2 separate regions of the Sus scrofa genome follow, and region 1 is linked to region 2. Evidence: chromatin contacts called from public Hi-C data. All regions are on one chromosome and are shown on one strand. Each heading gives the region's core, a stretch centred on a gene start, on an enhancer-like site or on the middle of the called end of the contact. The rest is flanking DNA. Distances are from core to core; before and after follow the strand shown.

Region 1 (6,852 bases), core at 3,777-6,276, 310 kb before region 2:
GGCTGGAGGCCGGACCCTCCGGTCCCCGCCCCCTGCCCCCCCCCCCCCCCGCCGCTCTCTGCGCCTGCCCGCTTCCAGCCTTTTGGATCCAAGAATCCCCTCCTTTCTCTTCCCCGGAAAGCTTCCAGCTTCCGGCACTGATTAGGACTCCGGAGCGCTTTGTTGCTTCCTTAGCAACCTCGCTCCACTGTTTCTATTTTTTGTTATTTGCTGCCAATCAAACCAGGTAAAAGCGAAGGGCTCCGTGGAGCCTTAATACAAAATCCTAACTCCAGGGCGGCTTCCTCTCCTGGCTTCCCATCCTGTACCCCGGCAGCCAGCCTGCAGGAATCTCCCGCCCTTACGTGTTTTGTCCTCCTAAGAGGCAGCATCAGAGCCACAGAAACCTAGATGAATGAGCTGCAGGCCTCATCCCGGCCGAGTCACCAGGTGTCCACACCGCGACTTCCCGATGCTCCATTGAGGGCTTAGGGGGCAGAAATGTAGCCTGTCCCTAGTTCCTGTGGCCCTAGATGGAAACCGGTGAGAAAATGGGCCAAGTGGGTTTATAGGTGTGCCCATTGGCCCTCACTGGATAAAGCACCGCTGCCTCATAGCGAGGATCCCATCAGAACTGCTGATGGGAGTTGAGGCCCCAAAGAAGTGAAAAGCCACTGGACCGAGGGTTACTACAATGGTGTAGAAACCACACATGCACACACACAACTGCACCAACATCAAAACATTACCAAAACAGGTAAGCAAAAAAGTACTTTTACCCTGAACCAGAGCTGGGCTGTACCTATTTAAGTCACTTCCACCCTCTAGGGACTTGAAAGAGATGCCTGTTTACTGACTCCTGCATGAGGGACCAGGCAGCTTGTCTCCCCAGATACCTGGTCACCATGAGTGGTGGACAGCGCTGGGCAAGCATGGGCTCATACCCACTTTCCCAGCTTGTTGTCAGGTGTCTTTCTTAGTGGGGAAGAAGCTGCAGCCTAACACTGTTTGCATGTGGAAATTTGCATGTTTATCTGCCCACAACATTAGGCACTCACCCTGTGATTTAAGTGACACCTGGGCAGCCAGCGATGAAGCAAGGCATGCCTGGAACTTGCGTTGCTCACCATCAGGGAGGGTTGAGACTGTTGCCAGGAAGGATGGGAAAGCAGAAGCCGAATGCTCATTAGCCAACACCTCAGCTACTGGAAAGGAGCGGGATTGGAGGTCGGCCTTGAGAGCTGGCTCATTGCTGGGTTGGTTTCTTGGCCTCTAAGAGAAGGAAGATACTGAGGTCCTTCCTACCTGGCCAGGAGATAGGCTTAGACTGACAAGGTGGCGAATGGCCCTGCAGCCCTGGTTTGAGACTATAGCCCTGGCTCCAGATCTGCCTCTTCCCCATGACACAGAAAACTGACATTTTAGCACCCCTACAACCACCACCCGGCAGTTCATCAAATGGCAGTGCCAGGGCTTTGTCTCCATGGGTGTGAGGGTGCTGGAGGTGATCATGGAAGACACAAGAGAAGCCCCAGGGATGAGTCTGATCATCTTACAAACATTCACTGAAACCAGGCCCTACCCCAGGGAGACTTACTGTTTACCAGGGGAGGCAAACACTAGCCTGGCCAGTAGGAGGCAGTGTGATGAGTAGAGGCTGGCTCAGGATGGGGGAAGGGGCTGGGGTGGGTACCCCCGCACCTTGCAGAGAGTGGGCAGAGTGGGTTTTCAGGGAAGGACTGTTCTTCAAGGCTGAGGCTGGCTGGGGGGAGTGGGGCAGGAGGAGGATTCCGCCTGAAGAGGGAGCTCTAATTCTTGCCTCTACTCAAATCCTCTCTTTAGTATTCTGGGGCCCACATGCATTGCACTGATTTTGTGCTGAAGAATCTCCATGGACTTTAGCGGTGATGCGGTTAGACTGGACGGCCTTTAAGCCTTGAGCTCTGAAGACTCTTTCTAAAAATGAGTGGGATTGTATTTCCCACTGAGCCCAGGCAGGGATATGATTTCAGCAATGATTTGCCCCAGAAATTCACCCCCTTCCCACAGAGTTACTTCAAGCCAGGGCCCCCTTGACTGTCGTCTCCCTCCCCACAACCCCTGTGAATCCAGTATGTTCGGCAGAACTGGGCAGGCATGGGAGTTCCTGTCATGGCTCTGCATTAACGAACCTGACTAGGATCTATGAGGACGAGAGTCGATACCTGCCTTTGCTCAGTGGGTTAAGGATCCGGCATTGCCATGAGCTGTGGCGTAGGTTGCAGACGCGGCTCAGATCCTGTGTTGCTGTGGCTGTGGTGCAGGCCTGCAGCAGTAGCTCCGATTTGACCCCTAGCCTGAGAACTTCTATATGCCTCAGGTGCAGGCCTAAAAAAAAAAAAAAAAAGAACTGGGCCAGCTCCTGTCTCTGGAGCGTCCATACCCTTAGGTGAAAGGCTGACACCCTCCCCACCCCAACCTAGAGTCTCACTCTACCCTCGGCCTTAAAATCCACTGAAGTTTACCAGGCTTTACCTCCTCCACATTGAGAAAAATCAACTGAGATAATAAACCCTTTGGAAAACTATATTTTTCCGAACATAGCATTATAAAGAGGAATGTTTCTTAAATATGAGTGTGCTTTAGAATCACCAGATAGGGAGTTCCCATTGTAGCTCAGTGGGTTGAGAACCCGACACAGTGTCCATGAGGATGTAGGTTTGATCCTAGGCCTTGCTCTGTGGGTTAAGGATCTGGTGTTGCCATGAGCTGCAAGGTAGCTTGGAGTTGTGGCTCTGATCCCATGTTGCTGTGGCTGCAGCAATTCAACCCCTCACCCCAGAACTTCCATATGCCATAGGTGTGGCTGTAAAAAGAGAGAGAAGAAAAAAAAAGAATCACCAGTTAGTGGGAATGGGTGAAAGGGTTTATTTAAAATGTTTTTTCCTCAGTCCACTCCTCACAGATTCTGAGTCAGTAGGACACAGATTCTGTCTCAAGTGGGACATAGGACTCTGCACGTGTCCTAAGGATTGTCCCGAAATCGTCCTAAGGATGCCATTGATCTCGGGACACAGATGACCATGCGTTCAAGTCCACTTGGAATGAACTCTCCCTCTCCAGAGATTTTGACAAATCCTTCGAGGGGTTTTTGGTTTTTTGTTTTGTTTTTTTTAAATCTCGTGCCCCTGCAAGGAAGAACATAGGGACTGGGGCCAAGAGGGGGACCTGTTGTGCAGGGTGGGGAATGTGCAGCCCACCAGGATGGACCCTCGGGGCGTCCCGTAAAGTCCTTGGTGAGCGTGGAAGAGGGCCACACACAGAGGCTCCCACCTCCTGCTTGTGTTACAGGAATTGGGCACTCATGAAGCAGACCAAAACCTAACAAAACCCACTGGATTTGAAATGCCTCAGCTGGAATCTGAACCAACCCCAAAGGGTCATAGTTCCAAAGTCTGGCCCTCGAAGCAGTGTCAGCAACAATCTTCACAAAACCCAATGCGTGGGCTCTTGGCCCCCAGTAAACTCTAAGAACTGTCGAGACAAAAACAGTGGACTGTTGGCTGCAGCACACACGAGTGATCTTCAAGCTCTTTTGATCCAGGTCTTGGTCTCCAAACAGTTTTCTACATGCACCCCTGAAGGGGTCCCTGATACACCATATGGCTGGCTGTACTCCTACCCCAGTACTACTGATCTCAAGGCCCAGTGGTGTTTATTATTATAACAGAGCTCACCATAAACATTTGATAGAACTTCAAATGCTTTTGAGAGGTTTGAGTTTGGGAGACCGGAGTCTTATCAATTCGGAATAGACTCTCATTGTTTTTATGTCCTGAGCAGCTAAGAGCTTGTATGAGGTGTGGGGTGACCACTCAATCATTTCTCTTTCTCTGGTCACTTGTGAGATACTGTCTGTGTGACCTTCAGACCCTGGTTCTTCATAGGGAATTCTTTTCCTTTTTTCCTTTTTTAGCTGCTTCTGCAGCACATGAAAGTTCCCTAGGCCAGGGATTGAATCTGAGCTGGACTTGCAACTTATACCACAGCTGCAGCAGCGCTGGATCCTAAACCCATTGCGCTGGGCCGGGGATGGAACCGGAGCCTCCACAGAGACAAGCTGGATCATTATCCCACTGTGCCACATGGGAACACCCGTGGGAATTCCTAAAAAAGCAACTTGTTTGTGCTATAAGGATTAGGTTAGGTAAAGTACATAATACACTCCATAAGCCCATCCCAACAAGGACACACAAATCCTGTCACATAGGCCTTATTGACACAGGGCTATTTGACATCCATTCCAGTGAGTCACCACCAATTTGGCCATCAAATATTAGTGAAGCTGCATTCTTACTTGTAGATTAAAAATATAAGTTAATGCAGAATAAAAATTCTAGTATTTTTCTTTACTACCTCCAAGAGATCATCTCACATACCCAGTTTGGAGACCAGTGGTCTAACGATATCCACCCCCCCCGGGGGGGGGCCTACACCTCTGAAAGTGGCCTTCCTCATTCAAGAAGGGGACCCAGATTTCCCGTCGTGGTGCAGTGGTTAATGAATCCGACTAGGAACCATGAGGTTGCGGGTTCGATCGCTGGCCTTACTCAGTGGGTTAAGGATCTGGCGTTGCCGTGAGCTGTGGTGTAGGTTGCAGATGTGGCTCGATCCCACGTTGCTATGGCTCTGGCCAATTAGACCCCTAGCCTGGGAACCTCCATATGCCACGGGAGCAGCCCAAGAAATGGCAAAAAGACAAAAAAAGGGGGGGGGACCTGACAGTTGGCTAGGCCCCCAAAATGAGACAGGCAAAAATTCTGACATAGCACAAGAAACAGGCTTATACTTTGACATCTGCAGTGGCCAACTTTCCGTGCTCCCTTTTGTTTGTTTGGAGGGTAGGCAGGCTGAAGGCTGTGCTGAGGGCTGTGGTAAGATGGGGCAGGCCCCCTAGAATTTGCGGGACTCCCTTGGGCTCACAAGTTCAGCTCAGGCTGTGTTCCCTAGGGGTCAACCTTAGTCAGTGGGGGGACAGCGGCCAGGTTCCTGTCCAGAGTGTGGGGAAACAGCGGCCCCTGGTGGCTGAGACACACATCCTTTGTGCTGTAACATTTGCTGAATGAAACCCAGTTTGGGAGTTCGAGTGCTGGTTACACAGACATGGGTAGGATAGACCTGGCTTCCTATCTGGGCCCATCTGTGTGACCCCAGGCAAATTACCATCTCTGAGTCTTAGAGTGTTGCCAGGAGTCAATGAGATGTTGAGTGAAATGTTGTGAAGAGTGCTGAGCACAAAGGAAGAACAGCTATGATGGTCATGATGATGAATATTGGGGCTTCTCAACATCTAAAAGCACCTGGAGGATTTCCCGCTGTGCAATAACAGGATCAGCGGTGTCTCTGGACCACTAGGGCACAAATTTGATCCCTGGCCCATCACAGTGGGTTAAGGAACTGGCATTGCCACAGCTACAGTGCAGGGCACAGCTGTGGCTCAGATCTGATCCCTGGCCTGAGAACTCCATATGCTCCAGGGTGGCCAAAAAATAAAAAAAATAAAAGCACCTGGAAAATACCTCTGAGGGGTAGTCCCAGAGAGAGTGGGAAATCCTGAGCAGAAACTCTCACGTTTCTGTGCTAGAGAGACACAGATGAGCAGTGAATGTGTCCTGGACAGGGTGAGCATGAGCCCGGGAGTGTGCACGAGCATGAGCACAGCCACAACGGAAAGGCAGAGAGCTCTGGATCACACTCATTGCACCCACCCCAGAGGTGAGCAGTGGGGACCAAAGGGAAGCCAGGGTCACCCATTCTTCTAATCACACTCCAAAGCTCAACTCTGGGAAGAGGGTGGGGGATTATTATTCACACAATGCTTAGTGATCACCTGCTGTATGCTATTCAGGGTAAATGGAAGACACTATCACAAGACACTTTCAAAGAGAGATCGGAACTAAACAACAGGCATGTGGGGAGGCCAGTTTAGACTGATGGCCTGGGGACTAACGATTGTATTCCCTGCAGCCATCAGGACAGAATCCGGGGAAGTGCACCAGCCAGGCCCAGGCAGAGTGAGGATTCCTTAGCTCAGGTGGCCTGCCAGGGATGCATCAACACCCAGCTCTTGCCTGCACAGATGAAGCCAGGAAGATGTCTGAGGTACAGTCTCTCAATCACTCCTACCCCACCTCTGGGGCTTCATTCAATTAAAATTTGGTTCTGTTCAAATCTAGCAACCTCTGAGAGTCCCCCTCACCACCCACAGAAGGGTGTGCTGATGGAGAAAGAAGGAGGGGCTGGTGTTCCAAAGAGAGCTGCCAAGCCCCAGTGGGCCCTTCTGAGACTCTCAGTCCTTCCACAGTTCATTAAATTGAAGTATATCAAGGAGTTCCCTTCTTGGCTCAGCGGTTAACAAACCCGACTAGTATCCATGAGGATGCAGGTTCAATCCCTGTCCTCACTCAGTGGGTTGAGGCTCTGGCATTGCTGAGCTGTGGTGTAGGTTGCAGATGGGGCTCAGATCCAGCATTGCTGTGTCTGTGGTATAGGCCGGCAGCTGTAGCTCTAGTTCTACCCCTAGCCTGGGAACTCCCATAAGCCTCAGCTGCGGCCCTAAAAAGCAAAAAAAAAAAAAAAAAAAAAAAAAGTATATCAAAATACATGGACCACATCCTGCCCCTGATTCACAGACTTCTAGCTTACAGGGATCCATCCTTGTGAGCTCACGGTGCTTAGGACTTAATAGTACTTCTTCAACACCTGCCATGTCCTGGGCAGGGTTAAGAAAAGTAGGAGGAGGGAAGGAAGGGTGCTGAGGTCAGGGAAGGGTTTGTGCCTGGGTTGTGGAGTCTCCTTCCTCATGACTTGGTCTCTCTCTCTCCTACCTATGTC
Region 2 (6,868 bases), core at 1,514-4,013:
GAGCCTTCCAGAAGGGGGCCTCAGGGAAGATGAGAAACAGACTGACAGCCAGCTGTGGAACCCTCCCTGACCTCCCTTTCCCAGGCCCCCCAAGGCGGAGGCAGGCAAGCCAAGTTTGCAGTGGCTGAGATAGGCAGATGTTTCTCTGACATGGTGGGCAGGTCGCAGGAGCAGGGTGGTGAGCTTCTGTAGGTCAGTGAGGAAGCCCGGGTACAGGACCTTTGCTGGAACACCTGAGAAACGGGAGAGGAAGCTCTTTCTTCTTCACAGGGGCCAAGCTCCTGAAAGAAGCTAAAGAATCTGACCCAGGGAGGAGAGCAGTGGGGTGGGCTTAGGAAAGCTGAGACCCCCAGCTTTGCTAAAAGACTCCTAATGCAAGGTCTTTCCCTCCCTCCTCCTCCATCACTGTCTTTCTTCTTCTTCTTCTTCTTCTTCTTTTTTTTTTTAATCTTTTAGGGCTGTACCTGTGGCATATGGAAGTTCCCAGGCTAGGGGTCCAGTGAGAGCTACAGCTGCCAGCCTACACCACAATCACAGTGACTCGGGATCTGAGCTGCTTCTGCGACCTACACCACAGCTCATGGCAACACCGGATCCTTAACCCATGGAGCGAGACCAGGGATCCAACTTCGTCCTCATGGATACTAGTTGGGTTTGTTACCACTGAGCCACAGTGGAACTCCCCTTCTTCTTTTTAAGAGAGGAGCCTAAATTCTAGAAGACTCTGTCCTCCCCAGAGTGAGCTGGCCACGGCCACCTTCTGCAGAGAGTCCCAGGCCTGGGTTCTTGGGTAGCCCACCCTCTGTCCGTCTCTGACAAAAACACCTGTCTCCACATCAAGCCAGGCAGCATCGGGTCTTACCCATTGTCACGCCCTGCTCTTCCTGTGTCCAAGGCACCCAGCATCCACACCAGCCAGCCAGCTGCTGCTTCCCTTCTTGAAGGCAGTGCACCCAAGTAGATTTAAGGGCCCTTCCCCTTTCCCCTGTGTCAGAGCCTGGCCTGGTGGATTTGACCCCATTTAGGGCTGGCATAAGGAAAAGAGAATTTGTTGGGAGATCTGGAGTCAATTTGAAATGCAAAAGAGGAACATAGTAGACTTGGATTTCACGGGAGCCAGTTGATTATTTTTAAAATACACGTTTTTAATAAAGGCAGTTTCTGACATGTAATCTGACATTCTAGAAGTTGGTGATACCATTGAAAGATCCCCAGAGAGGTCTGCCTCCTGAACACTTCACGAGGTGAAATTTCATGAAGGTGTTTGTGGCATCAGTGCACCGTGCAATGTGCCATGTAAAGACTTAACAAGCCAGTCAACATCTTTATGATCCTCGATGGCCATCGAATGGCCCACAAAAAACAATTTTGCCAGCCAAGCTGGCAACAATGTTCTAATAAATGTGACTTGAGGAAAATAGTAAGAATCAGCACAATCAAGAACTAGAATCCAGAAAAGAGAAACACTTACTCTCTGGCCCTTTTTGTTTCTCAGGCTCCTGCTCCCCCTTGTGTCCCTTACACACACTGGCTGTGGGCTGGGCATCCCCACGTGCACAGCTGTGGTGTGGACCAGAACGCCCTGCCTGCCTCTTGTGCAACGTGCAGCCTCGCCTGTCCTGTTTTACTGCCCAAGTAGCTGTCGACTGGGTCGATTCCGCTCTTTGCATGCAGCCTTGCAAAGTGGTGCAAGTTGATCCAGTGTGAACTGCACTCTCATGATCTTCGCACTTCACCCTTGGGCTGTGGTCCAGGCCCCTTGGAGGGACACACCAACCCTCCAGGAACGGCCAGGCTCATCCTGGATGTGTTTGCTTTACCAACCCCACCGAACCTCTGAGCTGCTCCCCTCCTTCCCTTCTGTCTCCTCCTGTGGATTCTTCTCAGCCCAGAGGCCACTTTCTCCAGGAATCCTTCCCAAACCCTCTCTCCAGGAGACACTGAGTTTGGTGCTCCCCCATGTGCTCCCTGGCCCACGATCCTTTCCCAGCTCAGTGGATACCAGGCTATATATTCTTTTATGGTGGTGAAATAAACATAACAAATTTTCCATTTGAATATGTCCAATTCCATGGCATTAAGTACCTTCACACTGTTGTATAACCATTATCACCATCCATCTCCAGATCTTTTTCATGTCCCGACTGAAACTATCCACTAATCACTAAGGCCCCATCCCCTCTTCCCCCAGCCCCTGCCTGGCACCACCATTCTACTTTCAGTCTCTATGAATTTGTCTATTCCAGGTCTTCCTATCAATGGAATCATGCAACTTTTGTGCTTCTGGGTCAGGCTGATTTCAATTAGCACCGTATCTTCAAGGTTCATTCATTTTCTAAGTAGTATGTGTCAGAATTCAACTGTATGCATATATCACCTTGTTTATCCATTCATCCCTCGACGGACATTTGGGTTGTTTCCACCTTTTGGCTATTGTGAATAATCCTGTTGTGAAGACTGGTGTACAAATAGCTGTTTAAGTCCCAGCTTTCAAATCTTTAGGGTAAATATCCAGAACTGTAAATTCTGGAGAATACGGTAGTTCTATTTCTAGCGTTTTGGAGAACTTCCATCCTGGTTTCCACAATGGCTGTACCATTTTACTTTCTTACCAGCAATGCACAAAGGTTCTAATTTCTCCATGTCTCACCCAACACGTTTTTTCTGGTTTTTGATGGGTGTGAAGTGATATCTCACTGTGGTTTTGAGTTGACCAGACAGGGTTGTGGCTGCTTCTCTGATGGTGTGTACATCACAGCAGACAGAAGGGTTTGGCAGGGCAGCACCTGCACCTGTCTCAGGCACCCCAGCAGAGTCACTTTCAGCCCAGTAACTGAACAAATGAAAGTGAATGGAATTTGCTCCAGGTGTCTTTCCAGGACGCAGCATCTCGGCTCTCCCTGTGATGAGCTGACCAGCCTGGGTGTGGTCCCTCAGCAGCTGCGCTGGCAGCAGGGGCCAGTCTTTGCACCTCTTTCCCCGTGAGGTCATTTGCCTTTGGGTGACCGTTACGCCACTCTCGCACATAAGGGAGCCCTAACCCTGCCTCCCTATAGCCAACAGCACAACATGTGACAGGGAGCTGCTGTCACACCTAGTCAGAGACCGGCAGCTCAGCCAAGCACATTGGCAAGTAACAGCTGCTCACAGTTTTAGGGAATTTCAAACCTGGCTCATTTCCTTGAATGAAACCTACTCACAATTTATTTGACTCTTCTGAAAAGCAATACCCATTTGAGAACTTGGCAGCAGCTTCTGTATTTATGAGCCCTTTAGACGTGCGTCAACTCAAAGTTGGCAGAGGGAAGTGAGCAGGGCGTGCGTGCCAATTGTTTGAATGACCGCACGGCTGCACTTGGCCAGTTGGCAGTGCGAGTCAGAGGGTTCTCAGGCCAGGCAGTCTGCTCTGCCCTCAGTCCTGAACATGCCTATGTGGGCTCGAGAAGCCTAGTGGGGTCTTTTTCTAAAGACCAGCACAGCCCATAGCGTGTAAATGTTCATCTGCTCGGGTGTCCTGTGTGGCCCCCACACCCAGTGCACCGTGAGCTGTGAGCCTGACATTCTGCCTGCCTGGCTCTCTGGCAACTGCCCACCCTCTGCAGTGCATGGCCCCTTCTCAGAGTCCTCTGAGGTCTTTCAAAGTCAAGGTCACTGACATGGGGAGTCAAGATTCGGGACTAGAATCTGGGTCCCAGGCTCCCAGTCCAGCCCTTCCAACATCTGCGGGTCTTGCCTGCCCACAGCCACCTGGGTCTCCCCTGGGGATGGGTCTGAGTCTGCCAGCACCACAGCCCTATCTCTGAGTGTTGGACACAGGCCAGTGTTGGTGAAAGCGGCCCTGAGTGAAGTGAGGGGTGGGCTATCCTGAGGTCTCTTTCTCAGCAGGAAGGTGTCACAGTTTTGGGCCTTCAGACCTAAGTGATCTATCTTCCTGAGAATCAGGCTCTTGCACCATCACTGAGCCACACTGGCCTTCCTAGAGGGAGGCAGGCATGGCCATCAGCCACACTGACTGACCAGCTGGTCCAACTTTTCATGCCTACTATGCTTTCTGAAATCATTGCCTTTCAGCCCTTTAATGCCCCATAGGGATGCTCCCTATCCAGTCACCTTACGGTTTCTTCCTACAGGGAAACAGGCTCAGAGAGGTTGAGAAATTGCTTAAGGCCACACAGCTTATCTTTCCTTTGTTTTAAATGCCTTGAGTGAGATATGGTTAATATGTAAAAATCTGTATATTAATGTATAAAACTATGAGTTTGAGGATGGTTATATAACTGTGACATCGTCACCACCATCAAGGCTACAGACATATCCATCATGTCCCAAAGTTTCCTCCTGTCCCTTTATTATTTGTGTGTGTTTGTGTTTTAAGAATACTTAAAATCTACCCTCTTGGTAAATTGTTATTATTATTATTTTTGTTTTTTGCTAGGGCTGTGCCCGAGGCATATGGAGGTTCTCAGGCTGGGGGTCTGATGGGAGCTGTAGCCACCGGCCTACACCAGAGTCACAGCAACACGGGATCTGAGCCGAGCTGGCAACCTACACCACAGCTCACAGCAACACCAGGACCTTAACTCACTGAGTGAGGCCAGGGATCAAACCTGCAACCTCATGGTTCCTAGTCAGATTTGTTAACCACTGAGCCACAATAGGAACTTCCCTCTTGGTAAATTTTAAGTATGCAATGTGTATTTTTATCTTTATGCCCCCCACCATGCTTTCTAGTAGTAGATCTCCAAAACTTATCTGACATAACTGAAACTTATACCCTTGATCACCACCTCCCTGTTTCACCCTCAAAGCCCCCTGGCAACCACCATTCTATTCTGCTTCTATGTGTTCGACTATTTGAGATTCCACCTATAAGTGAGATCGTACAGTATTTGTCTTTCTGTGTCTGGCTTATTTCACCAAAATCCATGTCTTAACTCTTGATACTGTGTGTTTGTTTCATCTCCTTGTCTGAGATTTCAGCAACACTCCCAACCAGCAGCCAGCCCCTTTCCAGGACACCTCTGCCTGGGAGGAAGTAGGCGAAACTTCCCAGCCACCTACAGAGGTTAGAGGGCTCATGAGTTTGAATGTAACTAGCAGAATCTCCCCAGGCCTGGCTCTTCTATCCCTATAAAATGTGTGTTGTCTTTTCAAAGCTGCCATTTCAGACCTGATTTCATTAAGGACTTTGAGTCAGGCATACATGGGTTCAAATACCAGCTCTGGCCCAGTCACCTCTGTGCGTAGGACGCAATGTATGTCATAGCCTTGGCAGCGTCTGCCGGTGCAGTGAATGGAAGTTTAAAAATTCTGGCCCTGGGACTTGGGTCTCTACAGTAGAGTGTGTACATCAGAGAAAGAGTTAACACCCCACCAGGGAGAGACGGTGGAGGAGGTGGGATGGGCAGAGAAACTCAGCCCCAGCGTGCTGCATACTTTTGTAGGCCTAGGGCAACAGCTATGGAACAAAGAAATAACAAATGGGAAAGACATTGTTCAACTGGAGCTACATTTTTTTTTTTTTTTTTTTGTCTTTTTAGCTATTTCTTGGGCCGCTCCCGCGGCATATGGAGGTTCCCAGGCTAGGGGTCTAATCGGAGCTGTAGCCACCGGCCTACGCCACAGCCACAGCAACGCAGGATCCGAGCCACGTCTGCAACCTACACCACAGCTCACGGCAACACCGGATCGTTAACCCACTGAGCAAGGGCAGGGACCAAACCCGAAACCTCATGGTTCCTAGTCGGATTCGTTAACCACTGCGCCACTACGGGAACTCCCTGGAGCTACATTTTTTAATGAAAAAATAGTTTTAATTTAAAAGCTTTTATGGCTGCTTTATTTCAGAAACATCATGTGCTCATTACACAAGAATTAGAAAGTATACTGAGGCAAACACGCACACACAGACACACACACAAAGTCACAGCACAGTCCCATCACCGTGAGAGAGCCATGGTCTTCCACACTTTCTCTGCCTGTTCGATGAGGCTGCACAAATTAAGGATCACACTCTTCGCCAAACTACTCCTTGTCTTTTGAGTCTACAAGATGTTACAGCTGACTTTCTGTGTCACTGAGGCTACAGCCCCAATCTAATTCTAAGAGGCTGCCTCCTGTTTCCCTGTTTGGCTGGACCACTCTCTAACCGAACCCTGCATTGAAATGTGGGATAGTGCGTGTGGGGTGGGAGGAGGAGGAGGGTACAGAGGGACACTAACCAAAGTCCAGGGCTGGCCGCTGGCCTGGCTGCCCACAGCTTCCCTGAGCACAGAGCTGGTGTCAGATCTGGATGACCTTGAGCAGACAGGCATCTTGGCCCCTTTGCCTTTCCTGGGAGAGGCCTTCCTGATGCATGGGGGAGCCCCTGGGCCAGCAGTTTTCACATGTATCCTATGCAAACATCAGTGTGGAGGATAGGAGATGAGGGGCCAGGCTGGACGAAGCACGTGTTTCTGGGTGAGGAGAGGGGACCATGAGGAAGGCAGACCCCTCCCAGGCCCCACTGTCCAGAGCAGCCCTGAGCTCAACAGCACTGGGCAGAGTCCAGTGTGATGATGGGCAAGCCTCATCCACGGCCCTTATTTTCTCTCTCCATGGGACTCCGAGGTCCTCCCAGCTCAGAGCTCTGCCCTCTCTGGGAGGACCACAAATGAAAATGAAGCTGAACCCCATGGAGTGGGATCAGTGACGTCAGCAGTTTCCATCACCTCCATAAGGCTGGAAAAGAAGGCACCTCATGAAAAGGAGTTCTCCAGGGCCCTCAAGGCCTTGGAGAGCTGACAATGCTGATTGTTCAGTGTTGGCCAAATTGAAAACAGTGGCTTCGGAGTGGCAGTCCAGCCTAGCCAGGTCCCCAAAGCCACAG

The links. Hi-C and Micro-C count contacts between places; a contact is called where the count stands out from the background.
Region 1: a Hi-C map of skeletal muscle shows a contact between it and region 2, with 2.8 times the contacts expected there. The contact joins two enhancer-like sites. A contact is called at or near these places in 3 of 47 Hi-C or Micro-C datasets (embryonic fibroblasts, skeletal muscle and subcutaneous adipose tissue).

The regions. Positions count from the first base shown.
Region 1 is chr13:75,441,600-75,448,451 of Sscrofa11.1, reverse strand. LOC106505688 (a long non-coding RNA gene) reads left to right here. Exons shown (of 3, transcript XR_001300331.2): 2 at 5,986-6,120. Among named protein-coding and RNA genes, the nearest start is that of RYK, 55 kb to the right of the region's middle. Within about 2 kb of position 5,026, at least 10 of the 83 cell types and tissues checked have an H3K27ac peak or open chromatin away from gene starts, as enhancers often do. A contact at or near this core is called in skeletal muscle, where this site is marked.
Region 2 is chr13:75,128,801-75,135,668 of Sscrofa11.1, reverse strand. The region is part of intron 3 of SLCO2A1 (solute carrier organic anion transporter family, member 2A1); the gene reads left to right. Among named protein-coding and RNA genes, the nearest start is that of RAB6B, 57 kb to the right of the region's middle. Within about 2 kb of position 2,763, at least 22 of the 83 cell types and tissues checked have an H3K27ac peak or open chromatin away from gene starts, as enhancers often do. A contact at or near this core is called in skeletal muscle, where this site is marked.